3 separate regions of the Mus musculus genome follow, and all the other regions are linked to region 3. The links are chromatin contacts, called in public Hi-C and HiChIP or PLAC-seq maps. All regions are on one chromosome and are shown on one strand. The core of a region is the stretch at or near the end of the contact, and the rest is flanking DNA. Distances in the headings are between cores, read along the strand shown. Region 1 has its middle 15 kb from the start of 4930428O21Rik. Region 2 overlaps Evi5 (ecotropic viral integration site 5). Region 3 holds the start of Gfi1 (growth factor independent 1 transcription repressor).

Region 1 (3,263 bases), core at 503-3,002, 36 kb before region 3:
TCCAACAAGGCTACACCTACTTCAACAGGGCCACACCTCCTTAATAGTGCCACTCCCTGGGCCAAGAATATTCAAACCATGACAGCTAGACACCAAGCCCCCAGGATCTGCTTGTCTTTGCCCCCAGAACTGGGATTACAGAACTATGACACTACACCTGGTCTTTAATATGGGTACTGGCAAACTAAACTCCAGGATCCATGTTTATACGGCAAGTTCTCTTCTAACTGAGCCATCTCCCTAAGCTCCCCCAAGTTTCTTACTAAAAATATTCATGACTCTTACATAAAAAACAAAACAAACAAACAAACAAAAAACTTAAAAGAGGTTGATGATGAGATTGGGAGAAATTATTAGCCTTGAGGAAAATATGGCCAGAGCGCTGAGGAAGAATTCAGCTTAGGGAGGGAAAGGACACCCTGAAAATATAAAGAAGTGGGGGGATCTGGAGATGAAGGTCCCAGGTGAGGATGGTGGAAATGGGAACTGGTCACCAGCACAAACCACAGCAGGAAGAGCTGGAAAGGTTTCCAGCAGCTGCTGTGGGGATTCAGGAAGTCAATTAGCAGTAAGAGAAGACAGCAGAGGGGGCTCCAAGGGAGGACCCAGCTACCACGAGGAGTAGGATCTGATCCTGCTGCCAGTAAATGTTTTAGCTGCAGCCAAAAAAGATCTATATGGCCTAGCTAGATCCATCCACTCTGCACAGGTTTAAGGCAAAGCCTGGAGTCTGGATGCCTGGGATTCAATCTGATTTCTAATTTCAGGAGAACTTGTAAAGGTTTTATTTATTGACTTTTGCTAACACTTTTCAAGAATACCCTTCCCTAGGTGGGTGTAGTAGGCACATCGTTAATATTTTACAGGAGCCACGATGAACAAAATGTGAGCATTTAAAATAAGGATGCATCTGACTCTACAGCTGTACAACCCTAATATCATCCATCACACCGTAGTCCCGCCCTCCAACTCAGTGGGGGAGGAAACAAATTAAAGCAACAGATTACAAGCATATCACTGCAGGGCTGAGTGTTTAACATGCTACCACATATTTGGTTTCTGTTCTTTTAAATGCTCACTTGAACTATATGTCCAAAGAATTGTAGGTCTCGAGTAGGCCAAACCAAGGGTTGGAGGTTTCCCATCATGGTCTCCACATGGGCTCCTTTGTTTACACCTAAGCTATCCTGCCACAATAAAGAAATGTATATCTAATATATCCTTGACCTAATCCACCTTTTCCTAGCACCAAAGCCCACTTTGTAACTCTTCCTAAAATGTGCCCACGTGTGTAGGAAAATCCTGACACAATGGAATCTCTTCCCAGGAGGAAGTCTCAGAGGGTACTTCAGACAAACCTGGCCCCTCAAACCAAACCTGTCCCAGGTTCTCCGAAGCCTCCTTACCCTTCCTCCTGACTCCACACGTGACCACGTGTACTTGCCTAGCAGAGGTTGGGGGGGGGGGAGAACAGAAACAATATCTGCTAAAAATAAAACTGAAAATAAACAAAAGTGCAAGCACGAGCTTTACAGGATGGCAACGGGGCATCACGCGCGCCTCACCTCGAAACCAGCCTCGCGGAAGCTGAAGTCCAGCCATGCGCTGCACACACGAAGCTACGAGCGGGCCGCGCTGGGGCTCATGGGGGAAGTGGGCGGGGCGTGGGAGAAGGGGCGGGGCGCTGCAGCAGCTGCGCCGGCCTTGAGTGGAAGCTGGGGACCCGCCCCGCTTCACGCCCGCCTACTTTGCAGCCATCGACCCTGCAAATATTTACCTTGGGATCCGAGAGACTGAAAATATCTAGCCGGAGCCAGATGCGTCGCGTGTCTGTCCCTGAAATATTAGCCAAAGGAGTGATTTAACAAAATCAAATGGCGGGTGGGGCGCCTGCCTGGCGGAGCTGTTGACTTTGCGCCAGCTCTGGTGGAGCAGCCGGTGCTGCGAGTGATTCCGGAGAATGCCAACAGCTGGGAAGCAGGCCAGACCGCGGAGGCAAAGGGTCTGTTTTGGTTTGGGGCGGATCGTTTTACATAAATCAGAGATGTGGATATACACCTTCCTTAGAGGCTCTTAGAAATGCTCTCAAAACAGCCCTGGGGCAGTACACCCGGAGGTGGTTTTGTCTTTCTTGGCTAAAGAAAGAACACTTGCGAACTGACAAGTCTGAGAAATCCAAGTGGGAGCGATGCTCAGGTCCCTTCTGAAAGCCAGCTGCTGGGCTGTCCTGCCAGCGCACTGGCTAGCAGGGTTCACTAGCTCCGTTTACAGTGGACAACCTGCGAGTGAGGGCCATGAGACTCACTACCTTCCAGGGCTGCTTTGTGACAGTGAGTGAGCTTCTCACGGATCGGTTAGTGCCATGGTAGTGTTGAAACAAGCTGTTTGTGAGGGAAGACTTCAAATGCAACTCCACAAACCTTTAGCGAAGAATCCAAAGGGGATCATTTGATGACATCTTCGAACATAAAGAAAATACAAGGCATGAGCAAGAACAAATAACTCCTCCCTGTAAAAATAAATAAATAAAAGATATATCAGGGGTGTGGCCTCAGTGGATGGCGCTACCCTGACACAGGCAGAAACACACTCACAGGAGGCAAGCTGAGCTCCACTCCAGAGAATTCCCCAATCCTAGTTAGTGGTCTTCAGAAAATCGTAATCTGTGTCTAGTCCTCTCCTGTTTAATGGTAAAATTGAAAGCTGACGATTTTATTCGTTAGTGTTAGGGATAAAACCAGGTTCTAGTGCATATCAAATAACCATAAACTCTGACACTGAACTACAAATTCCTCAGCTCCTGGTTGGTTTATTGGGTTTTTCGTTGATGCTTTTTACATTTTAAAAACACTTAGTTATTGTGTATGTATGCATATCAGAAGACAACTTTTAGGAGTCCGTTTTCTCCTTCCGCATTGTGGTTCTGGGAATCAAACTCAGGTCCTTAGGATGAGGAGCAAGCAATGCTGAACCATCTGGCTGACCCCTGTTCGTCTCCTCCCGACCCTTGCTTCTCTGTGTTAACATAAGCCCTGTAATATGAAAACTAGAGTTACCAAAATGGTAACTCCAGCTTCTAAGTCACTTGCTATAAAAATCGCCTATTAGCTCCTGCCTCGCCTTTTCAGCACACAGCCTGTGCAAGACGGCCTCTATTCTGAGGCCACTGGCAACCTCTCACCTGGAATTCCAGGCTCCTGTTAGCTGATCAGCTTTCCAGAAGCCCAAGCAAGAGGCAAAGGAGTTTGAGGTCTATGCCCATC
Region 2 (2,951 bases), core at 210-2,709, 53 kb after region 3:
AACAAAATAAAAACATTTTGTTCAAAGTAATTTTATAGCTATGCATCAAGAAGGCTGGCAAGATGGCTCAGCAAATAAAAGTAGGAAAGCCTGACTTTGCGCTAAAAGAGGGAAGTAATGAGTCCACAAAGTTGCTCCATGTTCTCTATGTGCAGCATACTGTGGTGTACACATACCCACATTCACACCCACATGCAATAAAGTAAACAAAAAATCAAAAAGAACACAAAATAAATCTAAAATAGAAAGAAAATGTAAGCAGTGATTAATAAAATAGGTTTACAAATGTTCAGAGATAGCCATGGTGGCACATGCCTGAATTCAGCACTCAAGCCAAGACATAAGGATTTTGAATCCAAAGCCAGCCTGGGCTATACAAGACCATGTCTCAAAGGAGAATGAGGTCTTCAGTGTGCACACTTGCAGCAGTTTACTAGCATCATGTCAGCATGCATTCTACAGTGCACGATGTGCTGGCCACTCTGACGTTTGCTTTCCAGATTACATATATGTGCTGGCTACTGAGTCCACTGGCTCTCCCCTTCCTGAGTTTTCTTCAGATACCTGACATACAAGCAAAATTTTCACCTAAAACATGGTTTTTAAATTTTTATAGGAAGAGGACCTTGGTCCTGTGAAAGTTATATGTCCCAGTATAGGGAACTGACAGGGCCAGAAAGCAGGAGTGGGTGGGTTGGTGAGCAGGGGGAGAGAGGAAGGGATAGTGGGTTTTCAGAAGGGAAACTAGGAAAGGGGATAGCATTTGAAATGTAAATAAAAAAATATCTAATTTTAAAAAAAGAAAAAAATTATATATTACTTCTAGAATTTGAAATAATTACTTAATAGACCTTGTTATTTTAGTCCTGTTGGCTAAAATTAAAAACACTTGTTATAAATAAATATACAACCCTAAAGGAAATAACAGAAACAATTAGTAATCTCCCCCATGTTCTCTTCATAAAGATTTCAAAATAAATCTAAGGTTATACATAGGATGTGGGTTCTCTCTGGGAGTAGTATTACAGAAGGTCTGTGGTATTAGCAGGGTCATGACACAACACAGGTTGCTTAGTCTTAGATGCAAGTGTAGAGCTTACATTTTTAAAGTATTTTTTATGTTACAGACACAGAGAAAAAAACTACCAAAGAAGAGATTGTAGCACACAAAGGCAGAGCCAAGCTCTCTCGCCTTCAAAACTACTTTGTTTCTACAGAATACTTTCAAAAAGCTATCTCTTAACTATTTTAAAGGTTAAATAACATTTTATGGCTATATTATGAAATTAGGTTCAACGGTCAGAGAGGCCACAATATTAACTTACAGCAGAGTGAGGACTGTTTTGTTCTAATTGGTTATTTTCAATTCGTCTATTACAGCCAAAGGCCTTATGCATTGGAACTGCACTAGATGACTGCAAGACAGTTGACAGGTTGCACCCTGAGCCAAATGGTGCTGAAACAGAGAACAAGCACTAACTTTAATAAGTTATTACTGATTTCCAACGCAGTCCCAAGGACAGGGAGCACCCTGGCTAATAAGTGAAGTAATACTGAAACATTGAAAACAACCACTAACTTTAATAAGTTACTACTGATTTACAACGCAGTCCCAAGAAAAAAAGTTAATCAGAACAGAAGATGTGGTAAGTGGTAACCTCTCCATGACTTTGAGGTGACTCATTTGAAACATCTAAAAACAAATCACACTAACCTTGTGTGTAACTAACTGATGGATCCTCAAAACAGTTTCCTGTAACTTAAAGTTATGAACACAAAGTTTGAGTAGTCTTTTTAGTAACCAGAAGAAAATGAAAACACATTTGAGTATCTATAAGATATGTGTTCTGAAAAGTACAGAGGAAGAAAAGAAGTCAGACTTATTTTTCTAGCATTTTTTTCATGGCTAAGTTTGACTTACAAAGAGAAACACATACTAGTATTTTAGAGTGACATTTCTGACAAGATTGGACAAATGTACACATGAAAAGATCAGCCTTAGACACAAAAGCTAGAAAATGTTTCTTATAAATTGTAGTTTAACTAGCAGTGAATTATTTTTGTTACAGATATTTAAAATTCCACATAATTCTAAGTTTCTAAAAATGATGAGATATAATTTACATTAGACATTATTTGAAATAATCTTAGGTTTAAAGAAAAACTGAGAAGGTATTTCCATGTACCGAGCAGGCACTTTCCCCATTAGCATCTTACATTCTTCAGTTATGTTTGTAAAGATTCAGGAACCAGTACTGATACATAATTATGAATGAAGCCCACAGTGTACTCAGCTCTGTTTTCTGTAGCTCCGGGCCTGACTTCCCCACTTGCTTTTTCTGTTGTAAGCATTGACCCGAGACATAGCAATAGATTTATTTATGACTTTAGGATCCTTTGGCTGTAACAGTTTCTCAGATTTGTATTTTTCTTTTTTCATGGCTTTGAGCTTCTCTAGTCAAGTGTTTGCAGACTGTCCACAATGGAACATGTGTGCAGGAAGAAGATCCTAAAATGCCATATACAAACTCTAATGACAAGACAGCAGGCAGGGTGGGATAGTCCCTATGCCCAGCTCTCTTTGTTGAGATAGTTACAAACTAGCTATTTCTACATTTTAGAATGCCTGAAGCAAAAGCCCTAAAAGAGAAATATTTTACAATTTAATTAAGTTGTTCAAAAGGGAAACAATAAAGAAATATACTTTGAGGATCAGATGGAATCTTATCAAACAGAAAGAAGTTTGCCAGCTACGACATAGCATATAAACTATCACCCACTGTGCAACTATTAATTTAGGAAGCTGGAAAGTACAAATCAATTACAAAGCTTTATGGTAAATTCCATAATTCAGAAATCACACTGTAATTTCACACCATTAAAAGGATTAAAATTTTAAAGTGGTAGTAAAGAGCTTATCACTTCCTTTCTATCTCTGTCAAAAGTGCAGG
Region 3 (3,256 bases), core at 183-2,682:
TTCTGGGATCTGACAATTTCTAAACAATGAATTCTGGACATAAAAGAAATGCCAGCCAGAGAAGGACCAGTTCGTTTGACCTCGCCTGTTAGTTCCAGGCAAACGAATTAAGGGCCAGCCTGGAGCTAAGGGACTTAGAAGGAGGCAGAGGACACTTTGGGCAAGGTGTCCAGCACAAAAGCTGGATGCCTCCCCTGAACCCTGTTCCCTTAGGAGCCAGATCCCTAGGCCGACCCTCTGCATCCCTTGTGCGGGCTTCCCTCCGTGCTGCGACTCCAGAACTCTGCCACAAGACCTCGAATCAAGGCTTACCTGGAGACACGGAGGGAGAAGGGGGCCTCCAAAAGTCCTCGAACTCGGAGCAGGGGTCACAAACGCTGCCTTCGCAGCTGTTGGGGGACGCGGAGGCCCTGTCGGGAGCCTCGGTAAGCTGAGAGTCGGGGGACAAACGCTCTCGGGGCTCCATTTTCGACTCGCCTGCACTCACAGCGCCGCCCTCTGCGGAAAAGATTCAGGAGAGAAATAAACCTAAACCTGGCCGAACTGAAGTGGTTCCACCGTGGCGCCCGTGTCCTCCTCTGTCCACTCTGACCCAACCGGGAGCCCTCCCTCCCGAATTCAAGAGCCGACTGCGAGCGCCAGGGGCATCTCTGGCAAGCTCAGCAAATCTGAGCACCGGGAAACAAAAACAAAAACAAAAAAGCACCCGAGGGGCGTTAGGATAGCCTCCCCCGATTCCTAGGAAACGAGGTGGCTTGGAGCAGAGTCGGTGTCCTCGGCAGCTGCCCTACCCGGCCTCTGCGCGCTTCGCACCTGCTCTGCCCGGCGCAGGCACGGTCTCCAGGCGCAGGGAGTAGTCCGGCCCCGGAGAACGCGGCTGGTGATAGCTGTGCGCCTTCTTGCTCTTGACCAGGAATGAGCGCGGCATGGTGGTCAGCCGCTGGACGAATGTTTGGACCCTCGGATACTCTGAGTTCTGAGAGAAGGGGGAAAATTGGGTGGAAACGAGGGTCAGCACCGATGGCGGTTGTGGTAGGTTCCCAGGCCAAGGAAGAGTGTGGGCCAGGGAGGAGAGAGGGAAGCCGCGGGAGGAGGGGCCTGGACCCAGGCGCCACGCTCACCAGGTGGCACTCGGACAGGTGGCACGAATCCCGGCCTCCGCCGCCACTGCAACAGCTCAGTGGTAAAACCTGTCCCCAGGCTCTGGCTCTGGTCCCTTTGCTCTGCCCTGCCCACGCCTCAGCCCCTCCCCTTCCCTACCAAAGCTAGATCATCACTCTCCTGAGAGCAGTAGTCCACAACTGGTCCGTTATCCCAAGTCAACCCTGCAAGCCCACCTGCTCCCTTCTGGGTTGTGGCTCACGCCAGGGATGCGTGGCTTAGTTTAGCCAGTCAGGGGGCATCAGTGTTTGGGACCCGGAAGGGGCTTGGAGCCAAAACCTCCAGGAGCCCCGCGACGAACAGAAGCGAAAGAGGGGCGTACTAGGGACTGGTTTGCCTAGGGACTATGTGCTGCAGTGGCTGGAGCAGAAGTCAGGAAGCCAGAGGCACAGGAAAGTGAGGTGGGAGTGGCAAAGGACCAACACTTGTCCCAGGAGAAACGCCCACTGGAATAGTGGTGTGGCACCGGCCAGGACGGCGACCACTGAGAAACATTCCAGACCTGTAGGCCTTGCTTCAGAAACTAAGTCCCAGAAAGAATTATTTTCTGATCTGCTCACCAAAAATCTTGTCCTAGGGAAGTTGAGTTTAAACTGCGTGCTTACTGGCAAACACGCGGTGCCCAAATTTAATGAGTGCCAACGACTTCGCGGGCCAGCAAGATGAAACCGGAGCGCGCACGAGTGAGCAGTGGCCAGAAGGCCTGGCCAGGAGGCCAGGGTCCCTGAGCATGACCGAGAGCTGGCGTCGCTCTCTTTAACCCCCAATCAGTTCACCTAATCTCGGGTCGAAACCTGAGCCCTGCAGGAGGCGGGGCTGAGACTGCGTCCCAGCTCCTGGCCCGCTCCGGGGGCGACCCTAGGGAGGCCTAGGGTGAAACGAATCCGCCTGCCTCCAAGGTCCAAGGCAATAGAGGCTGAACGGCGGCGGCGGGCTCAAAGACTGGGGCACAGGCCGGCGCACGCCCCGGGTCTTTGGGCTTCGTGCAGTTCAGACTGAGGAACCCGAGCCTCTTCGCCACCCCCCCCCAGGAGCGCGTACAGAACACACCCTGTTGTACCCACTTAAAAGGAGCCCAAGGACTCCTGCTTCAGATTCCCAGTCATAATGTATAGTCACACGCCTTGGTCGGGTTTGGCTCCCAGAACCCAGGCTCCGGCGCTTTAATTTTCCCGCACTCCCTGTCTGTACAGCCAGACGCTCCAACCAGAGGACAATTCTTAAAGCAAGCATGAAGAGCAAGAAAACAGGGCAAGAGTTCTGGAGGCCTCGATGAGGTTCGGTCCTGCGATAGCCAAGAACGGGACCCGTGGGAAGCAGGGCTGTCTGGTCCCGCGCTGGGTCTGCGCGTCAGCACCACGCGGGACAGGGTAGACACAGAGGTGGCGTCCTCGCCCAGGCCACAAACCTACGCTTCGGAGGGCTTTGCTGGGTTCCGGGTAGGAGGGGTAAGGGGATGGCAAGGAGGCCCAGCGCGTGGGAAGGCAACCTCGTGCTGCAGCTGGCGTCCAGGGGGCGGGGCGGCACGCTCCTGGCACAGCGGCCCGCCAGGCTTCCCCTGGTCATCTGAGGCTGGAAATTCGGGAGCTGAAGGCAAGGCGCTCAGAAGGAGGCCTCCAGAAGCCCGCTGCCGCCACATGCCCACCAGATGTTTTCTTCCTGCGTGGATCCCACTCTGCTATCTAACCGCTAAACTGTGTGCCCCTCTATTCCAGATCTTTCGCTCCACCGCTTGGGTGGCTCCAGAACCCAGCAGCCGATGCTCTGCAGCAGGTGGGGACCCGCCTGCGCCCTCGGGACGTCCCCACAGTGTCAATGTACTCCTACCAGTCCTCGAGGCCACCCCCGCCTGAGCGGGAGGCACAGCAGTTCAGCAAACCTACCTTCGGGGTCAGGGCGCGGGCACCGAGCTCTGAGAGTGTGCAAACTGAATCTTGCTTTCGGGAGAGACTGATCTGTCTCTCTGACTTTTTTTTTTTTTTTTTTTTTAATCTCCTTCGGAGCTCAGCCCCCAAAACCACAAACTTCACTTCCTGAGCGTTAGAGGCGCTCACTAGCCTTCTCAACCCCAGCCCCATCCCCCAGTGGGACAGCG

What was found. HiChIP or PLAC-seq counts read pairs in DNA pulled down with a chosen protein or histone mark. Hi-C and Micro-C count contacts between places; a contact is called where the count stands out from the background.
Region 1: a Hi-C map of erythroblasts shows a contact between it and region 3, with 1.6 times the contacts expected there. The contact joins the enhancer-like site here to the promoter of Gfi1 in region 3. A contact is called at or near these places in 1 of 39 promoter capture datasets (macrophages), 1 of 15 datasets of contacts at CTCF or cohesin (CD8 T cells), 34 of 484 Hi-C or Micro-C datasets (B cells, CD4 T cells, CD8 T cells and 20 more), 8 of 115 datasets of contacts at active chromatin or transcription factors (CD8 T cells, the SCID.adh cell line, embryonic stem cells and 2 more) and 3 of 9 other capture datasets (adipose tissue, liver and pancreatic islet).
Region 2: a CTCF HiChIP or PLAC-seq map of CD8 T cells shows a contact between it and region 3, with 30 read pairs. The contact joins the enhancer-like site here to the promoter of Gfi1 in region 3. A contact is called at or near these places in 3 of 15 datasets of contacts at CTCF or cohesin (CD8 T cells, large pre-B cells and thymocytes), 41 of 484 Hi-C or Micro-C datasets (B cells, CD4 T cells, CD8 T cells and 24 more), 16 of 115 datasets of contacts at active chromatin or transcription factors (CD8 T cells, DN3 thymocytes, the SCID.adh cell line and 12 more) and 3 of 9 other capture datasets (adipose tissue, liver and pancreatic islet).

The regions. Positions count from the first base shown.
Region 1 is chr5:107,686,384-107,689,646 of GRCm38.p6, forward strand. No RefSeq gene overlaps it. Among named protein-coding and RNA genes, the nearest start is that of 4930428O21Rik, 15 kb to the right of the region's middle. RefSeq lists an enhancer at 379-2,606. Within about 2 kb of position 1,753, at least 218 of the 459 cell types and tissues checked have an H3K27ac peak or open chromatin away from gene starts, as enhancers often do. A contact at or near this core is called in B cells, CD8 T cells, ECoMG-derived neutrophils and 12 more, where this site is marked.
Region 2 is chr5:107,775,947-107,778,897 of GRCm38.p6, forward strand. The region is part of intron 18 of Evi5 (ecotropic viral integration site 5); the gene reads right to left. Among named protein-coding and RNA genes, the nearest start is that of Gm42147, 36 kb to the left of the region's middle. Within about 2 kb of position 1,460, at least 26 of the 459 cell types and tissues checked have an H3K27ac peak or open chromatin away from gene starts, as enhancers often do. A contact at or near this core is called in CD8 T cells, the MNK3 cell line, Th1 cells and 7 more, where this site is marked.
Region 3 is chr5:107,722,911-107,726,166 of GRCm38.p6, forward strand. It overlaps Gfi1 (growth factor independent 1 transcription repressor), which reads right to left and starts at 1,433. Exons shown (of 6, transcript NM_010278.2): 1 at 814-1,433; 2 at 313-498. The coding sequence starts at 928. RefSeq lists promoters at 1,064-1,452, 2,849-3,256, 3,020-3,254.